2 separate regions of the Zea mays genome follow, and region 2 is linked to region 1. Evidence: chromatin contacts called from public Hi-C data. All regions are on one chromosome and are shown on one strand. Each heading gives the region's core, a stretch centred on a gene start, on an enhancer-like site or on the middle of the called end of the contact. The rest is flanking DNA. Distances are from core to core; before and after follow the strand shown.

Region 1 (3,012 bases), core at 307-2,806:
TCTGTTAACTTCTTCTTGTCCAAATCTTGCCTCCTCACCTGACGAATGGTTCCCTGAACCTCCTGTCGGATGAGACACATGAGGGGCGGTCTGGGATGTCTGGAAACTGGGTGGTATTGCCTGTGGATGAGCTCCCATCAACCCGTCACCAGTTCCTCCCCTCTGCGCGACGCTCCCTCCTCGGTTTGCATTCGCCACCACATTTGATAGTCGCGCTTGATCTTGGGATACCTGTGCCAGAGACTTCATGGAGAGATCCATTTTTGCCTGCACGTACTGTGTGATCTTCTCATGCTCCATCTGTCGCTTCTCCATCTCGGACATCTTGGTCGACAGCGTGTCCAACCCATCCATCTTCTTCGACAGCTCCATGAGAGTGGCAGTCGACGCCTCCCATGCTTGCTGGAACTTCTCAGTCAGCCTTTTCTCCACCTCTTCCATGGCTGCAACCACGTGACGCGCCTGAACAGATGGCCGACTTGGCGCCGTGATGTCTTCCCTGAGATGTCGCTCGACGACGATCGAAGTGTCGCCGGAAAATGCCTCTGATACCAGTTTGTGATATCCGGTGGATTATCGCCAGAGATCACCGGAGAGAAGAGAGAAGAAAGGGAAAGAACACAGGCAAGAGAAGCAGACAGAGGTATGAATATTTGGTTTCTGTTCTTCCATCCCTTCTTCAGCGCAGATATTTGCCTCTTATACGTGTGGCTGACCCGCCCACGAATACACGGCCACAATACGGCCCAATACCAGAGATTAACAAAGTCTAACAATTGAGATTACAAGGCCAAATCCGGCCCAACAGGATCCACTAAAACCAAACCTTGTCCGCATACCTCTCCTACCGCCAACTCAGTCATCCGCGACGGTGTTTGCCTGATCCTGATGCAGCACCGATGTGACACTCAACCCCCGGAGGCCAGAACCTGGGCCACATATGAAGACGGGAGTCCACGAAAATTGTTCCCAGATAAACCAAACGACCAACGAACCCCGAATTCGCGGGGCTACTCAATCAAGAGATGCATGCTGCGTTGCGCGCACCTGTTTCTTGCGGTTATCACCGCCAGAGAAGAGGCAGTACACGCGGCCGGCGCGGCCGCAGGATCGGCGATTAAGGCATCCAGGGATACTGGGGAATCGACCGGCATAGAAGGAGGTGAGGACTCCATCGCGGGGGAAGGCGCGGAGGCGAGCGGAAGGCGGAGGAGGCCGCGCAGGCGACATGGCTCGCTCGGTAGCTAGAGTGGCGTGGCCGCGTGGGTTTGTGTTACGGTGAAGGCTGCTTACACAACTGGGCTGGGCCTACTTTTTTTTTTTTTGCCTTCAGAGTCTGTTCTCGTGAACAAACTGTTAGGGCTAGTTTAAAAACTCAAATCCCCTTCGAGATTAGAGGGGATTAGAGAGAAAATTAGTTCATTTTCATCTCAACCCCCTCCAATCATGAAGGGGATTTGAGGTTCGTAAAGTAGCCCTTATGTGGTTTGTCCTATCTCCTGTGAGTTTGACAACAAAATCATGATACATAACATGTAATCTCAGCCAACAGATTTACCATATTTTACAATAGACACCACTATGATAATAAGAACACCACGATAATTATTCTTTGAACGTTTCATGCTAAAGAGCATGGCATCATGGATAACGACATCAAATCAGATGAACCAATATGCATCGATAGGAACAAGCAGCGCTAGGCTATGGATTTATCAGCTCAGGTGGAAGGTAAAAACACACAGTTTAGAGAATGACAAAGCAGACCAATCTTGTTCACTTGAATAGTAGACACAAAAACTTCCATTACTAATCATATCCTATAGCAAACTACACTATGGTTTCACGCCAGGAGCACAATAATTTACAACACACCATTTGACTTCCTCATATCTTGCTCTTTGGTTTCCTTGTATCGTGCTCTTAATGTATAGACATCATAACGATAATAAAGTCTTTTAATACTAAGAAAATTAACTTCTTAATGTAGGTATACAGATATAGATGGTTGTTCACGCGTTAATTTGCATCACACACCAAATCCATAATAAGAGCACCATTGTAGGAAACGGTGACGCCTAATAGGAGGCGGTGAATTAAGACTTTTAAAACTTCTTTCTAAACAAGGACACAAAATAATCCCTAAAACAAAACCTATGCAAATATCTAAACTAGATTGTGTAAACTAGGTTTTTGTCTATGTGTTGTTATCTCTACCTTAAAAGAAGTAATGCAACCTAAGTTCCAATCCTATATACACTAAGAATAATAAAGATTGTAACTTAGGTAAAGATAGTAAATGTGGATGATTAAAGAGCTAGTAGAGAAAGCAAACTCTCGTGGACGACGCTGGTTCTTTTACCGAGGTATCTGGAACCATGAAAGTTTCCAACTAATCCTCGTTGGTGCCCATATGCAAAGGGTAGCCCACGCGAGGGCCAAGCACCACGAATGAGTAACTCCATAGAGAGTCATGTGCCTTCTCCACACGCAAGTAGTGCTTCGCTTCCGGCCTCTTCTCGGACGCTCACCGCTGTCTTCACTATCGAGTTTCTGGTCGAAATGCCATGGGCCTCGTTCCCGGTACACAATGGCGGCCGTGATACAAACTCAATTGTCACGGTCTTGCAAGACTCTCGCCCTAGTCGGTACAATATTACAACGGCTCGCGCAAGAGCCGAGGGCTGTGGTGGGTTTTTATTACTTCACTCAACTAACTAGCATTACACTAGAGCAAGCGCAATGGCGGTCTAACTAGCCTAAGCACCTTGCAAAGCACCTATACTAATCACCAGATGAATCTCTTATGCACTTGTGTGTTGGACCTTAGAAATGTGCCTCTATGCCTATGATATGTTTCTTGTGCTCCACACACTTCAAATTGCCAGTTGGAGGGGTATAAATAGCCTCCCCCTCAAATAGAGCTGTTGGACAAAAAGTAGCAGTTTCTATCATTGGGTGCACCAGACAGTTCGGTGCACACCGAACATGTCTGGTGCTCTGGCCACATCA
Region 2 (3,281 bases), core at 600-3,099, 210 kb after region 1:
TAATATCTGCGTGACGGGTGAAACACTCTTGGGAAAAGTAAAGGATACAGATACCGAATTTGTCGAGTGATTTTGTGCATCTACATGGTTGTCTGAGGTCCGATGGACAAGGACAACTGTAGGTGGGCCTAATGACTTGGGAGGTTATGACATGTTGCATCATGCTGAGCTTAAATACCCTTTGAATTGTTGCACATGGTTGAATTAGTTTGAATTTGAAACTTGATTTGAATTTGAATTGAAAACCCTAGAGAAAAAGAAATGGAAAAGCAATTAGAAAATCTAGGGAAAAAGAAAAACCAAAAGCAGCCCAAGCCGGCCATCCAGTCTAGTGGGGTCGCGCGCCCGCGCCGCCTGACAGGTGGGCGCCACCTGTCACCGACAGTTTCTGCCACGCGGACTCAGTCTCTCCCTCTCTCTGCCTAGTAGGGCCAGGCTATCGGCGCCAGTTCTCTTCGCCCGCGTGCCCCTCTTCCCTCTCGGCTTTGCCGGCCCGCTCTACCAGACGCCGAGTCGTTGCCCCGTGTGCTCGCTCTTTCCCTCGCTCGGCCATGGGCCTCCCCTGTCAGTTCCGCCTTCCCCGCGTCCCGACGTGGAGCAGCGCGCGCACTCGCGCACGTCGCCGGAATCCTCGGCCACGTCGCCTGCCCACGCCCCCAGCTCCTTTTTTAGCACCGCCCGCGCCCACACTCACTCTCTCGTCCCATTTCACACAGCCCCGCTCCCTCTCGTGCTCTGCCCACGCCGCTCAGCTTCGCCGGAGACCCACGCCCGTCGTGTCGGTCTTCTAGCACGTCGGAGGCCACGCCAAGCGACCTCGAGCTCCGTCCCGAGGTGAGACACCCACCCCCGTGCTTGGTTTTTCCTATTTGTGCCTTCCTTTAGCCAATTTGGCCGCGCTTGCTCGCCTCGTGTAAGGCCCAAAACCTGTATAAAAAATAATAATAAAATAAATATATGAAGAAAATAAAATAGCAAATTCAAATATCTTAAATTATACTTGAGAGATGAAAATTAAGGACTGAATTTCGAAAACCAAGAAAGATTTTAGAAAAGAAGTAATAGAAAAGTTTTCTATTCAACCAAATGATGATGCAAATCATTAAATGATGAGCATAAGCATTTATTTACATGAGTATTTAATTTTGAAGTAAATTTTACTTCTTATCCCACATTCAAAATACTATTTTTCTAAAAAGTAAGAAAACAATATGAGTGTGTTTCATATTTCAAACATCTACCAAACAAATAAAACAATTAAAATAAACATATATCTATTGCTTCACAATTGATTTCGAGTATGCATTAAAATTTTGAATTCCTCAACTTTATCTTGGATTTGGATTTTAAATTTGTAAATCAAGAGAGAATGAGAAGGGAAATTTTAATGAAACCATTTACTCCTTCCATAAATAAATAATAAGGAAAGGAATAAATAATAATATTGTAAACTATAGATGTTATAATCACATTACCATTAACTTTGGCACTTGGGAATATGAAGTTCAAAATGGGAGTTTGAATTTGAATTTTATTGGAATAGAGAATAAAAAATAAATGAGAAGGGAAAGAAAGAAAAATATGTACTATAAAAAGAAAAATAATATTAATGCAAAAATAAAAGTATATGATCGATAGGGATAGGTTTGATATTTGAAAATATGAAAGTCAAAACAGAAAAGTTGAAACAGGTTTGAATCTGTAATGGGAATTTAAAATTTGAAATAGAAATCATAAAAATAATATAGGGAAAAATAGGCAAACCGCGCATGGGCCAACTCTAGCACCGCTCGGCCCAGTCTCTTGCACGGCCTAGCCCCATTTCTTGTTCCGCACAGCCCACCCTATGCTTCTTCCCGTTGCTTTTGTTTCGGTCGCTTACGTGTGGGCCCTCATGGTCGGACTCATCTCCCGCACTACAACAGACCGTGCGACCCAGGCTCTCGGTTCATCGACCTCGCGTGAATCGCGCCGTGGCGTGCGAGTGGAGGTGACCGGAATATCGGAAATCCGTTGAAGCTTACCGGCCGCCTCGATATATACGTGCGCCCTCGGCACCCTACCGCCTCTAGCCCAGCCCAGGATAGTAGTGGTGCCATGGCCTCCTGCATAGCCCCATCCACGGAGGTCGCATCCCTGCGCTTGGGCCACGCTCGGCCTCATCCCCAGTCGAGTCGATGTCTCTGATTCTGCAGTTGACGCACAACAACCCACGCCGGCCACCACCCTCCAGGCCTCGCGATCTTCTCCCATGGTGCTCGGCCCCGCGCTCCTTGTGTCGACATCCGCCTACTTCCCTAGGCCCTCGTTGTTGTACCACTCCCTGTCCCTGGGTCGAGTTGGTGCTTGCCAATCGAGGTGGGCAGGATGGAACCGCCGCCGGGGGAACTCCGATTCGCCGTTCCCCAAGCCTCTTTCGTGGTCCGGGTGGCAACCTGGGCGTTGTGAAACCTCTCATCGGCGCCGCATTGACTGCGCTTGCTGTCCACCCATCGCGACCCGGAAGTCTCCGTTCGTGTAAAGCCCAAAATTGGTAAAAAAAACAATAATAATAATAATGTAATAGATAAATAAATTTAAGAATCGTCCTTTAATGATTTTTTGAAACCTTCTTGTATTTCTAATGCCCTTGAATGTTTAACTTCAAAAAGAAAAGAGGAAGGAAATTGTATTAAAGTTATTTACTATTGCTAGAATTAAATAGGAACAATTGGATCTATACCATTAAAAGATCTAAACTTTAGATATATACCATGAACCCCACATACCATTGACTCATGTGGACCCACATGTAAGTGAGATAGTAATGGTATGGATCCAAAGTGGTGATCTTTTAATGGTATGGATCCAAATTTCCCAATTAAATAGTGGGAAGAAGAATAAATAATATACAAATATAATTTCAAAGAGCAAAAGTATCATTCAAGATAGAATTGTGAATTCAAAGTTCAAAACATGAATTTAAATTTAGTTTGGGATTTGAGAATAAGAGAAAGGGGAATAGAAAATAAAATAGAGAAGGAAAGAAAAGGATATTATACAACACCAAAATAAGATTATAAATAAATAAATTCATCTTATTTTTGGGTAGGTTCAAATTGCACTTTTAACTTGGGAATAAATTTGACACAAGATTGGAATTTAAAATTGAAAGGGAAATTTGAATTTGGAAAGGAAGAAAAGAAAAAAAGAAAAATAAAAAAGGGGCTTCTAAGCTAAATGGGCCGGCAACCATCCTAATCGGCCCATTTTCCCCCTCCTCTTTCTTGTATGCGCGCCTG

What was found. A called contact is a pair of places that touch in the nucleus more often than the background predicts.
Region 2: a Hi-C map of ear shows a contact between it and region 1, with 2.6 times the contacts expected there. The contact joins the enhancer-like site here to the promoter of LOC111589729 in region 1. A contact is called at or near these places in 2 of 25 Hi-C or Micro-C datasets (ear and leaf).

The regions. Positions count from the first base shown.
Region 1 is chr7:72,737,315-72,740,326 of Zm-B73-REFERENCE-NAM-5.0, forward strand. It overlaps LOC111589729 (transposon Tf2-1 polyprotein), which reads right to left and starts at 1,557. Exons shown (of 4, transcript XR_002748844.2): 1 at 1,048-1,557; 2 at 1-929.
Region 2 is chr7:72,950,797-72,954,077 of Zm-B73-REFERENCE-NAM-5.0, forward strand. No RefSeq gene overlaps it. Among protein-coding and RNA genes, the nearest start is that of LOC109940897, 57 kb to the left of the region's middle. Within about 2 kb of position 1,850, at least 20 of the 20 cell types and tissues checked have an H3K27ac peak or open chromatin away from gene starts, as enhancers often do. A contact at or near this core is called in ear and leaf, where this site is marked.